Regions from separate parts of the Sus scrofa genome. Here regions 1, 3, 4, 5, 6 and 7 are each linked to region 2. The links are chromatin contacts, called in public Hi-C, HiChIP or PLAC-seq and promoter capture Hi-C maps. All regions are on one chromosome and are shown on one strand. Each heading gives the region's core, a stretch centred on a gene start, on an enhancer-like site or on the middle of the called end of the contact. The rest is flanking DNA. Distances are from core to core; before and after follow the strand shown.

Region 1 (2,822 bases), core at 15-2,514, 140 kb after region 2:
CTGGGAAAGAAAAAGTCAAAACAGAGAGAGAAAAGAGCTTGATCCCAATAGAAAACAGGGTGCAACCTGGGCCTTTGCTTTATAACTAGTTTTGATTTTAAAAATAAACTGTAAAAAACATCTTTGAATAGGACAGCTTGCTTTGTGGTTGTGAACCCAGAAGGAAAATTGCTTCTTTACAAAAATGGAACGTGTGTAGCCATATTTTAGATCAAACTAGAGATAAATGCAGAAAGGAAAAGGAATAAGTCAACATGAATGAAAAGGTCAGAACATGAAAGGAACATATTTTATACCATTAAATATTTTATATAGCATCATAAAAAGAATAACTTAACTGGTAAGAATAACAAAAATAATACACCCTCTGAAAATAAGTAAAATCTAAAATGCATAAATTGGTTAAAAAACAGGGTAACTATATAAATATGTCCTCACAATTTGTTACATCTTATTGATTCTTCAATATAGGCATTACACCATTCTAAGTGATGTGATAAACAATATGCACTTATTTATTATGAGATATAGTTATTCTCCAGAGATTCCTTGTTTGTGTATCAATTGTAGATTTTTGGTTTGCAGTTCGAAAGGAACATATTTTAAAGTAAGAAATGTGTGGTGAATGTAAGCTAGATGGAGGAGTCTGGGGTGAGGGGAGACTCTATCTCTATTTAATTATTAAAATATGCTTAAAGAAAAATGTCAAGGGAATGGAGAGTACAGCCGGGCTGGTGCAGGACGCCCCGTGGAACAGAGTGCCGGGAACACTCTAGCATGTGGAAGGAACGAAATGCCAAGTTACATCCTTGCAGATGCTTACGATCACCACAAATGCAAATAAACCCAAAGTCCACGGACGGGAGTTAAAGGGAAGGGATTGAGGTCATTAAGTTTGGGGAAAGTCACCAAAGACGTGGAAAGAGCTGGAAATGTGTTAAGTGAAAAAGGGGACGGAGTGGGGCTGGGGGTGGAACGGAGAGCATTCACAGAGAACGGAAGTCTGCAGGAGGGTTTGGGGTTGAAGGAGAAGATGTCGAATTTGTGGGAGAGCAGGTCTACAGGAGAGGAAGCTGCGGGTACAGCTGAGGGAAAAATTTCCTCAAGACCGAGTCAGTTAGGAGGCGGGCGGCAGTGAACCTCACGGACGCGGCGCTTCGGGCTACGTCTCGTTCCCAGCCTTGTACCATGAGCCGTGAGCCTCGCAGCTGGGCCACCCGCGGTAAACGTGGAACCCAACTAGGATCTGCCGGGTTATTCCGAAGCCCCAGCCCGCCCGCCCGAGTTGCCTCCACTGTTTACCGCTTCGTAACCCCTGCGCCCATTGGCTCTGTCCTTTGAGACGCTCATGTTTGAGTCAAGCGGATTGGTGAAAGTTCTGGGGGTGGAGGGGTCTTGACGAATGGAGAGCGACGCGCGAAGCGCGGGGCGGGTACTGGAATGGCCCAGCCCGCGGCAAATAATTAACAAAGTTGCTAAGTCTCAGCACTAGAATGAAATGTTGAGGGCTGACTGTCCAAGATTCGTGCGGGTATAGTTTTATATAATATTCAAATCCTCATCAGTCCCACTTTACAGAAAAGGAAAGGGAGGATAAGAGAAATAATTTGCTCAAGGCTACAAAGCTGAGTGGGATTTTTTAAAGCCAACTCTAGAGGAAGTTCCCAGTTGCTGAGCAGCGGAAATGGATCTGACTAGTATCCACGAGGATGTGGGTTTGATCCGTGGCCTCACTCAGTGGGTTGAGAATCCAGCGTTGCCCTGAGCTGTGGAGAAGGTCGCAGACACAGCTCTGATCCGGAGTTGCTGTGACTGTGACACAAGGCCAGCAACTGCAGCTTTCATTTCACCCCTAGCCTGGGAACTTACATATGCTGCACCAGCGGCCCTAAAAAGCAAATAAATAAATAAATAAAGCCAACTCTAGTCTACATCTGGAGTGCCAAACCTTTAATTACTTTTTTACACTTTCTGATGTACCCTCAGCTATTTCAAAGAGGCAGACAGCTCCTAGAAATAACTTGTGGGAAGGGCAGCAGTTTGTCCTTGCTTCTGCCCTCCCCTCTCATGCTCTCCCCTGCCCGCTGCCCTTTGCCTTCTTTCGTCCTTTCTAGACCTATCTTCTTCCCTTCTTTAGGTCACTCCTTTCCTTCCCATCTTGTCACCTTCTCTTCTTTTCATCCAGAGATATTTACCAAGTATCTCATGTGCTAGTCATTTGGAACTGTAAAGGGAAATAATCAATAAACAAATCTATCCTAGGAATGGAAAAGAATTTTATTTGAACCATACCGAGGACGATAAGCTAGGACACACAGATTCAAGAACCACTTAAATTGCTTAAAATTATTCAAATTACATTCCTGAAAATCCACAGAAGAATGTTGTATCAAGTGGGTATATACGGTCTGCAAAAGCAGGTGGCACTTAGAAGGAAGAAAGCTATCACAAGTCTTCCAACTCTTGATCTTCAACCAGCAGAATCAGTTCAGTTTAGCTCCTTCAGGTCAATTGCTGACAATTATAGCTGCAAAAAAATGTGAAATGCCTTTACCTGTGGCTAACAGCAGTGTGTATCCAGATGTTCATATACGATGCACACAACCACAAAGGGCTTGGAGCTGATCCAATGTGATGCAGAGCAGCACTACAGAGCAGTGGTTTCCTGGGACAGTGTCTTTTGTTTTTAATTTCTTTCTCTAAGGAAGTTACCTTATTGATGAATTGGATCTTTCTAATCATTACAACAAATTGTTACACTTTTCATACTAATTAGAGGATGAGCTATTCCAAATAAAAGTTCTCAAATAATCCCTACACCT
Region 2 (2,892 bases), core at 97-2,596:
TCCTTTAACTCAATTAGGGAATGGTGAACGTAGTCACATATGTAGCATAACAACTAATGAGTGTTTCCTACTGCTGTTCACCCTGTCATGAGTTCTCACTTAATTCTCCAGTATCTAGGTTGATACTATTATCCCCACTTTATGGATGAAAAAACTGAGGCACAGAGACACTACATTACAAAGAACACAAAATAATGGTGTTGAGATTTGAACCTAGGCAACTGGACTCCAACATTTACATCCCTAACACTGCATTATATCGTCTTCAGGATCTGTATTTATATTCCACTGTTCAGGACACCTTAAATTCCTACCGGGTACTGGCTACTTCTAAACCATTATTATTTTAGTGAAACACAGTATCAACGTTTAAATTGGCCATTCGCTAGGATTCAAAACATTGGATCCTTAAAATTTCCAACTTCCACGTGACTCAGAAATTACTCAACTGTCTTCTCCTAAACCTAGTGCTCCACCCAATTTAATTAACTTTGTTGTTGCGCAGCATCAGAACGGCAGCACACAGGAAAGGATTATTTTAGATTAAGGATACTGCTGCCCAGCATTCAGCGAGGGCAAACTTCTGGACCAATACAATCTTATTCAGCGATTGCTGGGCTTCCTGTGTTGCACCACGACAAATTTTCCTTGGACTACATTTTTTTTTTTTTTCCTCTCTCTCAGATTTGACTTAACAATTTGAAGCCAAGCTAAAGAATCTAAATGTTGTGGTAGATTCAGCAGAGAACTCATGGACGTGCCGCCGAGTTTGCGGCAGCAAAGGCTAAAAATTAGCTCAACTGCATCCGCTCTCAGATTTCTAACCTGTTTGACTCTCAAAAGGCCATTTAAGCCAGCGCTGCTCTTTTGTGGTCTCGCCTTCGGAGTTTACAAGCTGTAAATTTAACACAGCCGGCCCCACGTCTCTGGGTCCCGTGCAGCGTGAAGAAAGGCCTTTGCTGTGGAGAGCGCGGAGACGAGACAGACGCCGGCCAGATGAGGGCAAGCATTCTTAGGCGTCCTTCTCAAACACACAAAACCCAGGAAGCAGGAAAGGAAGGCAGTGCAAGGAAACAGTAGGGAGGAGAAGCCGCGCAGAGAAACCGCCCCCTTCTCGAGAACAGTCTGCCATTTAAAAGCTCAGCCCGGCGCGCGCCTGACGCCCGCGGAGGCTCACGGCCGCGCGCGCGCACAGTCCCGAGCCTCCCGGGCGCTGGGCGGAGCAGAGCCGCGCGCGTCGGTCAACTCAGCCAATCATGTATCTCTGCCCCCCCCCGCCCCCGCTTGGCCCCGCCTCGCCCCGCCACCAAGCGAGGCTCGGGGCCGCGCGCGCGCAGTCGCGACACTCCGGAACGCGAGGCAAAGCCAAATTGCGCGCGTCGGTCGGCCTGGCCAATCGCGCGTCTCTTTGGCCTCCCGCGTGGTCCCGCCTCCGAGACGCTTTGGCCAGGGCTGCGGCCGCGCCCGCTTGCCTCGCAGCGTGGGGATGGCGGCGGGAGGTAGGGTCCAGGGCGCCGAGTGGGTCTCTGTTTAGGAGTTGACTGGGGAATGGAGCTGCGCTCCCTCTGCGCGGCGTGGGAACCTCTCAGCTCCACCTCAGGCCTGGGGGCTCGAGGCTCGAGTTGGTTTTCTGCATTGGCGGGCGGGGAGGGAGTTCGCCTCCCTCTGGTAGTTTGCTTGGTGAAGTTGATGGCGTTTGTTTAAGAAACAAACTTCTGTAGACTCTCCCTTTCAGTATCTCTTCGCCATTAATGGAAAACAATGCAGACAGGAGTGAATTAGTCTGTGCTTATGCTCCTTGTTCCTCAGGCCTGGAGCGTCGGTCATTGGTTCTAGTCACACAACTTTGATGATTAGGGTAGTGTGACTGGTCTGATTATGTGTTTTTGAGTCAAGACTTAATTTATGCTCCCTTTCATTGTGAAGCTGGCGTAATGAAATTGGCGAAATTAAAGAATTCCTGACTGTACAAAGTTGTTATTCTCCCTACCCTCCACGTGGCAGATTTTGAGGACTTCATCAATAAGAACAAGTGGAGAGTTGTTTCTATAAGAAGCTAGCGGGTTAACTTGTCTGAAAAAACTAGTAGTCACCATATGGACCAACACTATCTGGTTTAGGAAGGTAAATGGAAAACTGCAGAAGGATCAAGAATGAATCACAACTAAATGAAAAGGGAAGTTGTGGGCTTACTTGTGGATGTTACACACAACAGTAAAAAAAAATTACTTGATAAAAATTGAGGAATGTAGAGGTATGGGTTCATTTGATTTCCATTATTGCTTTTTTAGAAGTAAACCAAGATTTCAAGATGGGAAGTCCAGACTCAGCTGTGATTTTACCTAGCACTCCACAAGCCGGTGCCAATCCACCATCTCCCCCTACAAGTAGTACAAGAAAACAAGTATGAAAATCTAATATTTTCTAATTTTATATTTCTAAGTATTGTGTCACGGGTGGTTTTAAGTCTATTGAAGATTGTTAACAATGTGTAGACTAATAAGTAAAAATTTTCTTAGCAAAAATTTTTAAGTCATTCCCCTAAGGTAATGTATTGGACACCCTCCTCCCTGCTCCCGCCCAAGTTTTCATCATGAATCAATAATTTTCATTTAGTTTCAGTTCAGGTTATTACAATATTCTAAACAGGAAGTTTGAATCTGTGAGGTCATAAAGGTCTTTGGTAGAAAAATCTAGGTCTTTTCCTTAATTTGTAAGTCTGAAGCACCTAGAATAGTGTCATGCGTGGGCTAGTTACTGAATAAATGTTTGTGATTACTGGGATAAGTGTCTCCACACTGTTTTAGAAGGGGGCTGACTTTGCTAAAATAAAAAAATAAAATTTAGTCGAGCTTCCAGAAATTGGACATTGCGTGATGGTTACTTTAGATA
Region 3 (3,026 bases), core at 398-2,897, 240 kb before region 2:
AAAAAAAAAGAAGAAGAAAAGAAATAAGTCCCATCTTACAGCACTTAAGGGCAACTCCCTAGACCAACTGGTTATGAATTCACCCAACAGGCTTTTTATCTGCTGAGTCAAAACAATTCACGGGCCCTAGCAGCATGGTATTTAATGAGGATTGGGAAGTTTGCTGTAGCAGAATCACACTTGATAACTGTTCCACACCTTAGTTATGATTTTTTGTTTGTTGAATTCATTTAATTCAGTGATATGAAATGGAAAAATCAAAATGGCAATATTCATTTTTTTTAATATAGAACCCCAAATTCTATACATATTGTCTCATTAATTCTATATATATTTTTATTAAAATTGTGGCCATGTATACACCTTCTTCCTAAGGACTTTAAAGATTCTTACACACCTTGAAATAAGTTGTACTTCATCTCAACTGCCTGCTCCCTGCTCACACAGTGGGTGACTGAGAAAAATATGTGTGCAACCAGTGGAAAGAATTTCCCCGTATAGAGGCAGCATCCTTACTATTCCATTAAGGGTTTTCAATTTATTCCTAAAACAAAGAAAGTGGTGAGTAACAACTGTCCTTCAAGGTGCAAAATCTTTTTCTTTTTTTCCAGCTACATATGCAGAATATGGAAGTTCCTGGGCCAGGGATCAAACCCATACCATAGTAGTGATGATGCCAGATCCTTAACCCGCTGAACCCCAAGGGAACTTCAAGATCCATTTTTAATGAGACAGAAATCTGTCAAGATATTAAAAAGATCAGAGTGCTAAAGAGATGTGGCAAGGCTTCCAAAAGAGTGTTTGAAGGTAAAGTCCTACCCCTCTAATGAAAAAGGTCCTTAGGAGGCTCCCTGGGACGCTGAAACATAAAGCGGGCCTGGGATTTGCTGATGACGTTCCCTTGAAGTGACAGGGAGAGGAAAGGAACCCCCAGATGGCCCCCAGAGTTGAGGATCCACCCTTGAAGAAATCCTTGCTTTCTACAAGTGGCCTCCCAGACGGGCATTGTTTGCACCTAGTAGATCTTGGTGAAGCTTCACAAATGTGCTCTCCTGGCTGAAGAGGAAAGTGTAACATTCTTTCTTTAATTAATAGTCCAGGTTTCTCCTTAACAGAACAAGCTGGAGAACCTGGCCACGAGGACATGAGGGACTGAGAGCTGACAAACATTCCAGGTTAGGACAGCACCCACTCTCTGAAGGGAGAACAAGGCTGAGAAATAGCTGACGACTCCCACGGGAAGAAAAGCTAGCAGGGCGTGTTCAGGATAAACACCTCACCCAGCAATCCTCAGTCACACATCTTTTCACTGGGGGGGGGGGGGCGCTCAAGTCAAAGCTGCTTTTAATTTTATACACAACTGCTCTTACTTAGGGAAAGCATGGTCAACCCAATACAGCCCCCTGCCCGACACCACACTTCGTAACTACTTCATGTTTCTAACTCTAAAGAGATCTGTCTTCTTTAGTCAATTCATCTAAGGAACCCAAGGGTCAGGTTTATTACGTCTGGTACCAATATAGAAATAAATCGGAAACTGACTAGAAATGTTGTGACGCAATCACTCCTGTTGTTAAAAATGACTCTTGGTTATCCCCAGACCATGCAGAAAACCCAGTTCCTGCTCCGGTTCAGTAAAACCAAGCAGCAGGAAGAGGGGGTGTGAGGCCCGGGAGAGGAAAAGCACAGTTCAGCTGTGAACAAGGAGGCCCCAGTGGAAAAGCCTCTCGGTAAATATAAACAATATGGAAAGCTTCCTTTCCAAAACCACTTGCCTCAGCTGACCTCGGGACAAAATTCCCTGCTGGTTCTAAAGATACAGTCTCAAGGAGAAAGCCTCCCGTCATCCCTCTAGCCAGCAGCCTTTTCTGGCCTGAGATGTGTGTCTTTCTTGTCTTTTTCTAAAAAGCAATGACAGACTCATCCCATTCAGGAAATTGAAACTGTTCAGAAACAAAAACAGTGACTAGCTGAATGGGCTGAGCCCTAGCAGGCCTCTCCTCACGGCAGGTCAGGAACTGGGTGGATCTCTGAAATATATATATAGTCTTCATTCCCAAACAAACTCAACATTTGTCCAGCTGTCAAAGAAACAATGGCCTTGTAAGGCTTGCTTATCATGTTTCTGGATTTGCTAAAAAGAGCCACCATGGAAAAAAAGACAGGGGGGAAAACATTCAAACCCACCCTCTCCAGCCTCTAAGCTCTAACACTATCACAATGATTTTTTTGTTAAGCTTTCATCTGTATGACAACAGAAAGTGCCAAAGGATCTAGGGTTTCACCATCATTGTAACACATCCCTGGTCTCCCAGGCTCTATTAAACAGAATTCAATTTAACGATGCTGACCTCCCCAACCGGGGCCACATGAAGGAATAATTCATAATTGATGGAAAAAGTTTCCAAAGACAAAATGGATAGAGTGCCATGTTCATTTCTTTTTAAACACATGGCACAAGGCAGACACAAATTTCTGCTCTAAGCATTTTCAAAATGTTATCATCATGCCAAAAGACCCCTGGCCCAGAACATCTCGAATGGAGGTGGCTTTTAGTCCTCAAAGAGTCCTTAATTGTCACAGAAGAGCTGGTTCACAGGAAGAATGTGCTCTTTGCTAAGCTTCAAAGTTTCCTTCTAAATATGCCAAGAGAGTGGTCAGAAGTCCTGGGAGGCCAAGTTGGCACTGAGCCTCTTCTAAATGATTAAATGGGAAGAAGGTCACTCTGGCTGTCAGGGGACAGCTGGGGAGCTACAACTGTGCAGAAGCAATGGTGGCACAGAACAAATCGGCCGGTCCTGACCCTCTCCACCTGGGCGTTTCCTGAAATGATATCCCTTAACTCCAGGTATGAAACTGTGGGTCACTGGGCACACAGCCTGGTGCCAGCAAGAGATAATTAGGTTCAAGAACGAAACTGAGAAGCAGTGGTCACGCTTAGGAGCTTGGCATGGGGACCTGGTATCCGTTCTACCAGAATCACGAAGAATAATTATGTTACTTCACAAGAGTATTCACGGTAGCCC
Region 4 (2,894 bases), core at 189-2,688, 170 kb before region 2:
AGAAGTTCCTGGGCCAGGGATTAATCTGGGTGGCAGCTGCTACCTAAGCTGCTGTGATCTGATACTTAACCCACTGCACCACAGCAGGAACTCCCTAAAAGCATATATTTTAAATATGTATAGTTTGTTTTGCTTTGTGATTTTTCTTTTCTTGGCTCTGTCCAGTGCATGTGAAAGTTCCACAGGCTAGAGAGAGAAACATACCACAGTGACAATGCTGGATCCTTAACATGCTGAGCCACCAGGGAACTCCTGTACAGTCTATCGTATATCAGTTATACCTCAATAAAACTATTAAAAATTGAAAGTCTTGAGAAACAAAATCATCTTATCCCTCCTACTAGAAGAGGGGTTTTGCTATGCCATTTTGAGGGTGGAGGGAAGAATGGTTTGGGTGTGGTATGTAGATAGCAATATGGCCTCTGCTCCAGACAGCTTTGATTAATTAATTCCAGGGATCTGTCTTCCTATCATATGCCAGGAATGTTGGTGGGTACCTGGATATCAAGGTGAACAAAGAGCCACTGCCCTAAAGGGCTCCTGTCTAGTGGTGGACACCATCTGAGAGATTCCAGCCAAAGCCCACATGGCCCATTAGGTAGACTGTCCACTAGAACTGCCCAAGGAGGCGGAGGCTGGTCAGGAAGTCAAGACCTTGGTAAGAGGTTTAGATGGAGTCATGAAAGGTGGCACCAGCGTTATAGCCACCATATGTAAGTGGCCAGAAGAAGATAGATAATCCTCAAGGGAGTGTCGCGGTCATCCCTGGAGAAGAAGTTGGCTTAAACAATTTTTACATGTATTATATATATCTTACCAGCACACTTGTAGCAACAGCAGAAACTGAAATTGAGCGTTTGCCAGTGCAGGCACCGTGCAAAGGGTTTACATCCATTGCCTTCTTTATTTCTCTTCACAGTTCCCAGGTCAGGACTTTTAAGGATTTTCATTTAACAATGAAGAAACTGACGCTGGAAGAGGTTACCCGCGCAAGGTCATAGAGCTGGTCGGCTCTGGCTCCAACGCTCCCATACTCCCCTCTCACTTAACTCTGGGACCGTTGGAGAGAGAACAAGTCCCCTCCGAACCGGACAGCTCATCTTTCACCCTACACATTTTCCCTGATCCGGAATGAAGGCAAGATCCACTAGTACAATCAAAGGGGTCGTGCGCAAAGGGGCAACTACACCAAAGCCATAGGCTGATAAAGATAATGGGGCTTGGAGGGCAAATCGGAAGCAACCAGCAGCCAGCCCTCGGCTCAAGCGCCCACTTCGCCCCCGCCTCCGCGGGGTGCCTGCAAGCCGCCCAAGGGCTGCCAGCTTGTGGGGCTTAACGCGCGTGCGCGGAGCCAGAGGTGACGCCCCCGCGCGAGTGCGCGGAGAGTCCGGCGCGCGGCAGGAGGAGCGCGCGGGCGCGCTGCGGCGTCGGCGTCGGCGCGCGCTCCAAGCAGAGGCTGCGTGGGCTGGGGAGGGAGCGAGGCGGCGGCGGCTGCGCCCCAGAGCCCAGGGGACGCGCGGGTCTCGCGCCGCGGGTGCAGACGGCTGCAGAGGAAACCCAGGGCTCCCGGCCCGGGGCGGGAGCGCTCGGCCAGCCGACTGCCCGGCTCCGAGGCCGCCGGCTGCGTCCCTCACTCGGAGTGGCCGCCGCCCCTGGAGACTCGCCGTGACACGGGCCTAACCGTGGCGGCTGCGGGCGTCCGGACCGCTCGAACCCGTCGGGCCGGGCCGGGTGTGGACGAACGTCCGGGCAGGTGCCGCCCCCCGAGGGCCGGCGGGGGTCTCGGCGCTTAGCCGCTCGGCCCCCGGGCCGGGCTTCGCGGAGGGGCCGCCGGCGCAGCGCCCCCACCTTGTGGGCGGGAGCGGGAGTCGCGCCCCGCCTTCCCCGGGGACAGCCCGGCCGGAGCGGCGGGAGCCCGGACGACCCGCGCCCGCCGCCGCCTGCCGGGCTCGCGCGGGAGACGAGGGAGGAGAAACTTTGCCTTGTATTGTTTTCAGTCCTTAAGTGCGAGGAACTCTGTTGGGAAGAAAAATGTCCTTCTTCAATTTCCGTAAGATCTTCAAGTTGGGGAGCGAGAAGAAGAAGAAGCAGTACGAACATGTGAAGAGGGACCTGAACCCCGAGGAGTTTTGGGAAATTATAGGAGAATTGGGCGACGGAGCCTTTGGGAAAGTGTACAAGGTAAGAGGGAGAAAACGGGAAGTTCCACTTGTGAGATCAAACAGCCAGTGGCCCGGAGTGGCACGAGGATTTCTAGCTCCTTGGTCCCGGTCCTGCCTTGTGGACCTTCTTGTGACTTCGTAACTGTACATTGGAACTTTATTTAGGTTACCGTTCGAAGAGTAGCTAAGACACAGGGTTTAAGGTTGAACAAAATGGGGCCTGGATGTAGTTTAAAGAGTGATTGCCAAAGAGAGGCAGGATATGCATTCTGCTCTGTCAAACGTTAAAGGAAATGAGGGTGTTGTTTAATTTAAAGGAGGGGTCTGGTCGTGGCCCTCAAGTATTTTCGAATCAGAAATCATTATACTTTTCAGTGGCTGCCTGTTTGTGCACTAGCTGTTGGCAGTCATATGTACACTTGGACTAAAACAGTTCCCTTTTTTGGGTCCAGGATATATATTTGGTTGTATCTGTACCTAATAATACATAACCAGTCTCTTGGGATGAGGGCAAAGTGATTGCTACTTGCAGACTATTGTTGAATTGGTTGCTTGACAACATACTATAAAATGGAATGGAATTTCTGATAGAAAATTTCCAGAAGGGAACCTGCATCTGGTACTAGTTTCCAAATGTAATAAGCATTGACTGGAAGTCCATACCAGGGTTTAAGAAACAAAACAAAACAAAACAAAAACAAGCACACAGGTATATACACATGTATTTTTATA
Region 5 (3,125 bases), core at 274-2,773, 230 kb after region 2:
GAGTATTTATGAGTAAATAAACTACTGCATCCTGGTTAGGATAGGAGTGGGGAACAGAAATCCTTATACTACACACTGGAATATGGTGAAGGGCAGCAGTTTGGGTGTGCTATCTAGCAGTACTTGGTGAAATCAAGTAGCTAGGGCTTTCACCAGGCTACAAGGCACCTTTGTGCCACTGGAAAATATTGTCCACTGCTGGGCAGATAAATTTGGGTACCCTCTGGATAGTCTCACAGCCTGTAGGTTCATGGCTTGACTAAGGAACAGAGTTTTGTGGGAAGGAAAGGATGTATCTTCTGCTAGCAGGGCACATGACATAGGCAAGAGGGTAGGGAAGCTGTTTTTCAGCTTCCACTGGCCCCCTGGCTGAATGTCTTTGTGTAGAACAAGTTGCACAGCTGAATTTGATGTCCCTGTGCCTCCCTTATGGTTTCAATAGTCTCATGCTTAGGCTATATATTTCAGAAGAGTCCACAAAGTACCATGGACAAGGAAGACCACTGCTGAACTGTTTGTGGTATTGGACAGGTGGAGGCAGCGCTGGTATTCAGCGCTTGAGAGATGGAAGTAAAATGTGTGGATGTCCAATATGGAATGCTATGTAGCTACCAGAAGCAATGAACTGGGGATTGCACCACCAAGTGCAACAGGGATAAAGCCTTAAAAAGAATGGTGAGTGAAAACAGTAGAAAATAAGATGATCCCTAAAGTCCAATACCATTATTACAATTAAAAAAATGCACTAATGAAAATACTATACATTTTTCGAAAATATATATCCAAGCACTGTAGCATGACTTCCTATGGAGGCTGAGGATGAGGTGGGAGTAGGGATGGGGATGGATAAAGGGGGAAAAAAAAAAGAGAGGAATCTTGCACGTTTCAGAGAACTCCAACCTTGCACTTGGAATCTAAAAGGGGTGGAAGAGGAGGGAGATAGTGAAAGAGAGGAGAGGGAGAAGAAAGGAGTCTCAGATACCAGGCAGATATTCACGACATGGCTTCACACACGTTTTTCCAGACTGCCTCTTCCTCTGCTCCCTATCTTCCTCACCACTAGTGACTAAACCCTTTGGGGGCAAGGTCTGTGTTTTCTCTGCCTTAGTGCCCCCCCCCCCCCGCGTCCTGCGTATAGTAGCTATAGTCATAAGGGTTAGAATTGACTCTAGATTATTTCTTGTTCCCCTGACCAGGTCACCAATATGACAGAGGGCAGAGTGTGACTGACGGTCTTTCCTAATTCAGAGCCCTCTGATTACAGACCGTCTTCTACGTATTAGTCCCCGGTTCTCCACTGACAGCTCCCAGGTCTTGCCCAGCGCCTCTTCTTTCTAAGATGTTTCTATCTTCAGCGCACAGCTTGGGACTCTTCCCAGTCCCCAAGAGGCACCGCCCTTCATCTTCGTGCTTCCGCCCCATTCAGAATATTTGCATACGACTCTGGGAAACACCGCCCTGGAGCAGGCCTCGGAGGCTCCACCTCTTTCGAACGTCCTCCGGCGCCGGCACAGGGCGTGGCGGTTGCCAGGAGACCGGAGGACGCGCCGCGCGCAGGGTTTCGCCCCCTTTTGGGGGGAAACAAGTAACTTGGCGCTGTTTTAGATGCTGGGGGCGGTGCATAGCCCATTCCTCAGACTCCCGCCCAGTTTCCGAGACCTCCACCGCAGCCTCTGAGGCCACCCGCAGAGCCCGTCAGGATGGCCGAGGTCAGAAGTCGGTGCCCCTCTCTCTGTCCTCCCTTGCTCACTCAACCCCTCCCAGTCCCGTCGTATCTCTTCTACTGTAGACTTACCTTCTGTCACATTCACTGATTTCCAGTATTCCCCCAGTCAACACCCTATCTCAACCTGCAGCTTCACCCCCCGCACCCCCGGCCCCCGGCCCCCGTGCCCTTAGGCTCCGGCCCCATTATCTTTTGCCTCTCCTTCCATTGGGTGGACACCCCCACCCCACCCTATTTAACTGGTGCTCTGCTAAGCACAGTAGGAAATCAGTAAGTTCCCAGACTCACACAAGAAAGGCCCCACCCCTAGGTTTTGAGCCGTTATCTACAGGAGAGATAAACACAGAAACACTGATGTCTTGCTGACTGGGAGGACCTGGAAGAAGGCTTCATAAATATGCAATGTCACCCCTGTTTACCGACCCTTGTCCACCTGTCACACCACAATTCCCTATCATCTGACCACCTGCTGTGACACATCTTCATTAAGCTCTTCAACCGGTCACCACTGCCCTGTGTTGTCACTGACCATTATTTTGATATCTTTAAACCCTCCATTTACTCCCTCATTTTGTAGCACAGCCCATCTTCAGCCTCACTGATGAGGGGTTAATTTCTGCAACCCTTTAATGACCCATGGGCTGTCCTGAGCCCTTGCAAGGTCCCTGTTGTCATCTTCCAGCCACAGTCCTGATCCACTATGACCCTAACCCAAATCCTTCATTGCTCCCTCAGAGCCCTTCCCCCACTCACCCATCACATAGTCAGTCCTAACCAGGATCAGCTTCGTAGTTTGTGCGGCTCAGTGAAAGATGAAAATGCAGAGCTTCTTGTTAGATTTATTAAGAATTTCAGCAGAGCATTAAACTAAGGATGGGGCACCTCGGGACAAGGGGCCCTGTGCAACTGCATAGTTCACACGCCCATGAAGCCAGTCCTGGTCCCAGCTTCTCTCACCACCATCATGCACCCACCTCTATTGCAGTTCCTTTTTTTTTTTTAGGGCTGCAGGTGCAGCATATGGAAGTTCCCAGGCTAGGGGTCAAATGGAGCTATAGCTGCCAGCCTATCCCACAGCCATGCTGGATGGGAGATGCATCTGTGGCCCTACACCTCAGCTCATGGCAACTCGGGATCCCTAACCCACTGAGTGCATCCTCATGGATACTAGTCGGGTTTGGAACCCACTGATCCACAATGGGAACTCCTATAGTGATATATTTTTAAATGACAATATGAACAAATTTCTTTTGTTCATAAAAGTTTCTTTAAAAGTTTTCTTTTTTTTTTTTAATATTTGTCCATTCTTGTGCCAAGTGCCAGGTGTACAGGGAAAACCTTTCCTGCAAATAAATCATTAAGCTAGTGATCAAATGTTGACGTTAATACCATTTACAGG
Region 6 (2,713 bases), core at 178-2,677, 210 kb before region 2:
TCCAGTTACTATTTCTTGAGAACTCACCATATGCCAGGCACTGTTAAGCCACAGATTACAGAGGTGAACAAGGCTCCTCTTCTCAGGGAGTTTATATTGATTCTCTTCTATTCAAAACAAAACCAAACCCCACAAGAAAATCAGGTATGGTTAATCCTCATTTTACAAAGAAGATGCCTAACTTTACCAGTGAGTCACATCCCCAGACCAGGAAAGTGGCCACAGTTAGGAAAGGGAGCAAGGCCTGATATTTCTACCATGAGCAGACCCTCAGAAAAACAACCAAGCTTTTTAAAATATGACAGACCTCAAACCCAGGTAAAAACATGCCTCATATAAAGGTTACTCCTCCAAGCATCTATTTAAAAAATAAAAATAAAAAAGATTTAGGAGTTCCCTTCTTGGCTCAGCAGTTAACGAACCTAAGATCCATGGGGATGCAGGTTCGATCTCTGGCCTCCCTCAGTGGGTTAAGGATCCGGCATTGTCCTGAGCTGTGGTGTAGGTTGCAGACTTGGCTCAGATCCCGTGTTACTGTGGCTGTGGTGTAGGCCAACAGCTGTATCTCTGATTCAACCCTTAGCCTGGAAACTTCCATATGCCACAGGTGCGGCCTCAAAAAAAAAAAAAAAAAAAATTTAGACTGTTTTGAACTTGCTTAGAAATGAACTCCTTTGAGGATCCAGGTTAGATCAGCTTCAAAGCCTGCAGCTGTATGGGCTCTCTCTCCTAAGCCTCTAAGCCCCAGATTTCTGCAGCTTTGGGAAACGGTGGAATGCAGATGCAGCACAGAGAGTCACCAGGCCGACCAGCCACATACCTGGCACCTGGCGGGACTCTTTCAAGTCCAGGATATCCCTAATGTAGAGTTTGGCAAAGGCTAGAAACACTGGATCCAAACCCCACAAAAGGGAAGGCGGTTCCTCTTCACACCGGCTGGATTCAGACTGCATCACTGCATCAGGAGGCCTCCAGCCAACCCAGAGTCGAAGATCTAGATGGGAGACACAAAAATCAGGACGCAAAGCAGTTAAAGTGGATGAATCTGGCACAGCCTCTAATCTGATCTCTGCGCAGGAATCCAGAAGTCTGGGAGGAGTAAACCCAGGGGCCCAAGGCCCGTCAAACTGTACGCACCAAGGGCCTGAGGAAAGAGGCGTTCTTTGCCTGAGGACCTGTGAGTTCCTGAAGCTCTTCCCCAGGAATTTCTGCCCCACGGGAGTGTTTCTCCTTCTCCAAAAAGTACCAATTTTGAAACGGTTAAACACCAACTTTCACTTTGGGGAGAGAGAGCCATACAGGCGTACCCTGAAACCGATTTAATGGGTGGGTCCAAAGAGGAATGGGCGCCCTCGCGGCCAGACACAAGAGGGGCAGAGAGGGTGGGTCTGTCCGAGGCTCTGCCCCTGCACCTTCCGGTGCCCGGGATGAGACTGCGAGAAGGAGGAAAAGGAAACGAAAAGCAGACCCGCTAGTTGCCCCGCCCGTCACGCCCGCGCCGCTAGCCCGCAGGTCTCCCGAGCGCGCAGGCCCGGCTTTCCGGCGCTAGGAGGCCGCCGGCGCTCACGGTCTGGAGGCCGTGCCGCCGGCCCCGCCCAGAGCTGGAGCGCACGGCCCGGGCCCCCGCTGGCCCTCCCGGCGTGCGGTCCGGCGTGGGGGGTGGGGCCCAACTTCGCCCCGCGCGCGGGACTAACCCCTGTGTTCCCGCCCCTGCCTTCCCTTCGGACCGCCTGCGGCTCCGCCCACCCCAACGACGCCCCGCCCCTCTTCGTCATGACCGCACCCTTTGTGCATCCCTCCTTGGCCTCTGCCGATACCCTTTTCCAGGTGGCAGCCGAGCGGGGCTGTAGGCCGGGCTGTGCGGGCTCCGTTTGTCTCTAGTTGCGCCCGCCACGAGCCTCCACGGGAGCGCAGAGCCAAAGTCTCCGGGCCCTGGGAGCTGGCCCTGAAATTCCTGCTGCCCAAACCCCACTTTCCAACTCCTCCCTTCACCCCATTCCCCTAGTGGTGAGACCCTGAGCCTTGACTTTGGAGAGGTGGGAATGGTTCCCGATCTATTAATTGAAGAAAAAAGCAACACCAAAAGCAGGGTTACATTGTGGCATATTTTAGGTGTTTATTTACACTTAATAAATGATCTACCAATACACGCACTTTCTGGGACTCTACAGTCTCACTTTAGATAATGTCACTGCCTAAATTTGAGTCCTTGAGTGAATGTGAGGTCTTGACTCTACTCGAGAGTAGTCTTCTTTGCAAGATCATGGCAAAGTTTGTCTCCTTCCCTTTTATTCTGTGTGTACTCCAGAATGTTGAACATCTAAGAATTTTGAAAACTGGCATTTTGGTAAGCTATGGCCACCTTGATGGTGCTTGTCCCCAGTAGTCCTAACTTAAAGTGAGAAGAAATAGCCATGGTACACTCTCATAAATAAATGAATAAGCCACATCATGACATTACTTGAGATGGCAGGAGTTCTTCCTAATTTACAGGAACTTTGTAAAATGGCAGAAGTACAGGTCTCGCTTGGCAGGAGATTCCCAGGGGAGTTAAGTGGTGGCCAAAGAAAAAATTGCTAAACTATTTAGCAGAGAAGGAACTTGAAGCAGCCGGATGGAAAATGTGTGTCATTTAGAACGATGGCATTTAATTACATCCCTGGTTACTGAAGAAGCTGAAAAACAAAGTCCTTGGTAAAGTATAGCATTGCCC
Region 7 (3,110 bases), core at 117-2,616, 150 kb after region 2:
TTCAATCTAGACTTCTAACTGCCCACAGGACATTTCTACTTAGACACGGTGTTGTCATTTCAAGAGATGCCCTTTCAGGTTTGTCTTGAAAGTTGAGAAACTTTGCTCATTCTGTCCTTTCCATCGCCTACACAATTCCATTACCTTTCTTATTCCCATTGTTGCTGCTGAAGAGCAGACCCACATCCACTCAAAGCCAAGGGACTAGGTGGCCTCTTACTTGTTTTCCCAGTCTCCAATCACTAACTCCTTCAAAGCCTTTGCTAGACACAGGTGACCCATATATGTAATTAAATACTGTGAAGACCTCATCCATCAATTGTGTATATAAGTCTGGATAAGTAATTCAGAAATATTAATGTCATCTTCTAGTCATTTCCATAGCCCACTGCACTTCTCACTATTTATTTATCATATCACCTCCATGAAAAGGTAGGTCAAGAGAGCACCATTTCATTCTACAAATGATTCAACTCAGTTCCTGAGGTTAAGTGAGGCCTTAAGATGCTGGCAGAAAGATATGGAGAACAATCACAGCACAAGGTTCTTACATCGAACTAGGGGGCTGTCGACCTGCCCTAATATAGTCTGGTTTCCTCTCTCTCTTTTTTTTCCTAGCGCCGCATCCGCAGCATATGGAGGTTCCCAGGCTAGGAGTCCAATCGAAACTGTGGCAGCCGGCCTATGCCACAGCCACAGCAACGCTGGATCCGAGCCGCATCTGCGACCTACACAACAGCTGATGACAACCCGGATCCTTAACCCACTGAGCGAGGCCAGGGATCGGAACCACAAGCTCACGGTTCCTAGTGGGATTAGCTAACCACCGAGACACGACGGGAACTCCTCCTCTACTTAGAGAGCGCCTAACGGTCACCTAAGGCTCACCTCTGATCTCCGATTAGGTAGATCGGGGTGGGCCAGGCAGTTCACCTTTGAAGGAGCCCCCCGCCCCATGGTGATGCAGGCGACCAGGGGGCCGCACCCTGAGAAGCCGCTGATAACCGGTTGACTTCACAAACGGCGTCATGCTGCGCACCCTCGGTGCCACCAACGCCCAGGCTCCGGGCCAACCCATCTCTGCCGGCGTCCGCCTGCCCCACCCAACACGCCCGGGTGGGCTGCGGGCGGACTTCAGTCGGATGTAGACCTGGGCGTTGAAGTGCCACTGCCGGCCACTCCCTGGCTTCCACTTCGGCCAGCCACCGACACCCGCCAAGACCCGAAACTTCGGGACCCAGGAGCCTGTAACGCGGCTTCGCATTGGCTCAGTTCGGCACCGCTTGGCTGGAACCCTTCTAAAGGCTTTGAGGATTGGCTGAAGCTCCGGGCGACGCGTCCAGTGGCGGAGAGGATCGTGTTCTAAGGGGCGGGTTTCGCCTGGACCCCGCCTCCCCCTGCGGCCCGCTTGGCTCCACATCAGCTTCCGTCAGCTTCCGTCAGCCTCGCTTCTGGAGGTGCCTCCCGGTGTCTCTCTTTTCTCCAGCACAGGGTGGGTCGCTGAGGCATGAGTAGCATTTGAAGGGAAGAGGGGTTTGAGGTCTCTTCGGAATTGGGGGATTTTCTCACGAATTTGCGGACCCAGAATAGGATTGCCAACTTTTAAATTTGCCTAACACTTTTAAAAGAAAACCCAACTACTTATCTTCATCAAAGTTTCATCAAAGATTTTAACATTGGAAAAAAAAAGAAAGAAGTACACGTGCTATAACCCTAAGAAACAGGTCTTTAAAGCGAATACCTTTAACTTAAAGGGGGAAAAAGCCATTAAATTGTTCTTTGTGATTTGACTGGATACAGGTAAATACGACCCCAGGTCACTGTGGGCCCTGCATTGGGCACCACTAATTTAGCTAACATTATAGAGCACTGGCAGGCAGGGGCATTTTGTCCCCAGGAATGTTCTGTCTTGTCAGAACTATGCGTCTTCCCACCTATATTCAAATAATAAAAATAATAGCTAATGTGGAATGCTTACTAGGTAATAGAGGGGTGATAAATATTAAATGCTTTTCACCCAGTATTTGCAATAATTCTCTCCAAACCACATGATGTATTGGTGCCTTTAGCTCTGAATAACAGATGAGAACACCAAGGACAGAAAGTTGTGATTTGTCCAAGGGCACCCAGCTAGTAAATGCTGAAGAGGAGATTCAAATCCTGAATCTCTGAACTCTTAGTCATTCAGACCATTCTTGAAATGAGAGTTCAGGTATGTCTCTGCTCCAGTCTCTTTATTCATTAACTTTTAGGTTTTAGAGATTGAGCCAGATTGAGCCAGGAGAGGGCTGTGTCCACTTCTTTGTTTGTTTGTTTGTTTGTTTGTTTTTGGTCTTTTTTGTCTTTTTAGGCCCTTAACCCACCGCATATGGAGATTCCCAGGCTAGGGAGCTGTAGCTGCTGACCTACACCACAGCTCGAAGCAATGCCAGATCCTTAACCCACTGAGGCCAGGGATGGAACTCGAGTCTTAATGGATGCTAGTTGGGTTTGCTAACTGCTGAGCCATGATGGGAACTCCTGTGTCCACCTTTCTGACACATCACTCTTATGCCTGGGATATAATGGGAAGTTCTGACATTCCTCTTTGATTCAGTGTGTTTTGTTTGATTTTGGCTTATTTCAGGATCTTGAGAATCTGCCATTGCTTCTTCAAATGTTATTATATAAAACTGTTAAAATTTTTTCTTTGATACTTTAAGCTATAAAATAGGGATAGGAAAGCAAAATCAAGTAATTAAAAAGAAAGCCTTCTTTGACCCTGCTTTCCCCCATGGAAAGATGAAATTCCTCCTTTGACAACTTAAGTAATCTTATGTAATGTTCCAAGGACATTAGAACACACTATTTCCTATGATCCCAACTTGTAAAAAAGTCCTGAGTCTAGGGCCATTTCAAAAAGAGCCCTTCTCATTTGTCTAACTCTTTAAACTTTGTGAACAATAGTGGAACTCCCTGTAGCATAATCTATCATGTAAATTAGGCTTCTGAAATTTTAATAGGAATGTCGTCTAAGTTCTGCCACTATCAGAGATTGGTATGACAAAAAAATTTTGAAAAATCGCAAAATGCAAACCTTAATTCCTCTCCTCTTCACAAAACAGAGACTC

Evidence for each region. Promoter capture Hi-C pulls out the DNA fragments that hold promoters and counts their contacts. Hi-C and Micro-C count contacts between places; a contact is called where the count stands out from the background. HiChIP or PLAC-seq counts read pairs in DNA pulled down with a chosen protein or histone mark.
Region 1: a contact with region 2 is called in an H3K27ac HiChIP or PLAC-seq map of alveolar macrophages. The contact joins the promoter of CFAP43 here to the promoter of SFR1 in region 2. A contact is called at or near these places in 1 of 47 Hi-C or Micro-C datasets (heart right ventricle) and 1 of 2 datasets of contacts at active chromatin or transcription factors (alveolar macrophages).
Region 3: a promoter capture Hi-C map of fetal skeletal muscle shows a contact between it and region 2, with 2.8 times the contacts expected there. The contact joins the enhancer-like site here to the promoter of SFR1 in region 2. A contact is called at or near these places in 2 of 5 promoter capture datasets (fetal liver and fetal skeletal muscle), 9 of 47 Hi-C or Micro-C datasets (embryonic fibroblasts, fetal liver, fibroblasts and 3 more) and 1 of 2 datasets of contacts at active chromatin or transcription factors (alveolar macrophages).
Region 4: a Hi-C map of embryonic fibroblasts shows a contact between it and region 2, with 2.6 times the contacts expected there. The contact joins the promoter of SLK here to the promoter of SFR1 in region 2. A contact is called at or near these places in 1 of 5 promoter capture datasets (fetal skeletal muscle), 6 of 47 Hi-C or Micro-C datasets (embryonic fibroblasts, heart right ventricle and skeletal muscle) and 1 of 2 datasets of contacts at active chromatin or transcription factors (alveolar macrophages).
Region 5: a contact with region 2 is called in a Hi-C map of embryonic fibroblasts, with 2.9 times the contacts expected there. The contact joins the promoter of CFAP58 here to the promoter of SFR1 in region 2. A contact is called at or near these places in 1 of 5 promoter capture datasets (fetal liver), 3 of 47 Hi-C or Micro-C datasets (embryonic fibroblasts, retroperitoneal adipose tissue and subcutaneous adipose tissue) and 1 of 2 datasets of contacts at active chromatin or transcription factors (alveolar macrophages).
Region 6: a Hi-C map of skeletal muscle shows a contact between it and region 2, with 4 times the contacts expected there. The contact joins the promoter of STN1 here to the promoter of SFR1 in region 2. A contact is called at or near these places in 1 of 5 promoter capture datasets (fetal skeletal muscle), 2 of 47 Hi-C or Micro-C datasets (heart right ventricle and skeletal muscle) and 1 of 2 datasets of contacts at active chromatin or transcription factors (alveolar macrophages).
Region 7: an H3K27ac HiChIP or PLAC-seq map of alveolar macrophages shows a contact between it and region 2. The contact joins the promoter of LOC100152209 here to the promoter of SFR1 in region 2. A contact is called at or near these places in 2 of 47 Hi-C or Micro-C datasets (embryonic fibroblasts and skeletal muscle) and 1 of 2 datasets of contacts at active chromatin or transcription factors (alveolar macrophages).

What each region holds. Positions count from the first base shown.
Region 1 is chr14:115,200,701-115,203,522 of Sscrofa11.1, forward strand. CFAP43 (cilia- and flagella-associated protein 43) reads right to left here and starts at 1,265. Exons shown (of 43, transcript XM_021072821.1): 1 at 1,188-1,265.
Region 2 is chr14:115,063,609-115,066,500 of Sscrofa11.1, forward strand. It overlaps SFR1 (swi5-dependent recombination DNA repair protein 1 homolog), which reads left to right and starts at 1,347. Exons shown (of 4, transcript XM_001927227.5): 1 at 1,347-1,499; 2 at 2,292-2,404. The coding sequence starts at 1,487.
Region 3 is chr14:114,824,919-114,827,944 of Sscrofa11.1, forward strand. All of the region lies in intron 7 of STN1 (STN1, CST complex subunit), which reads right to left. Among named protein-coding and RNA genes, the nearest start is that of STN1, 24 kb to the right of the region's middle. Within about 2 kb of position 1,648, at least 32 of the 83 cell types and tissues checked have an H3K27ac peak or open chromatin away from gene starts, as enhancers often do. A contact at or near this core is called in alveolar macrophages, fetal liver, fetal skeletal muscle and 3 more, where this site is marked.
Region 4 is chr14:114,897,525-114,900,418 of Sscrofa11.1, forward strand. SLK (STE20-like serine/threonine-protein kinase) reads left to right here and starts at 1,439. Exons shown (of 18, transcript XM_005671435.3): 1 at 1,439-2,181. The coding sequence starts at 2,032.
Region 5 is chr14:115,290,863-115,293,987 of Sscrofa11.1, forward strand. CFAP58 (cilia- and flagella-associated protein 58) reads left to right here and starts at 1,524. Exons shown (of 18, transcript XM_005671442.3): 1 at 1,524-1,709. The coding sequence starts at 1,701.
Region 6 is chr14:114,849,461-114,852,173 of Sscrofa11.1, forward strand. It overlaps STN1 (STN1, CST complex subunit), which reads right to left and starts at 1,428. Exons shown (of 10, transcript NM_001243685.1): 1 at 1,308-1,428; 2 at 821-994. The coding sequence starts at 953.
Region 7 is chr14:115,216,813-115,219,922 of Sscrofa11.1, forward strand. It overlaps LOC100152209 (glutathione S-transferase omega-2), which reads left to right and starts at 1,367. Exons shown (of 7, transcript XM_001927288.6): 1 at 1,367-1,492.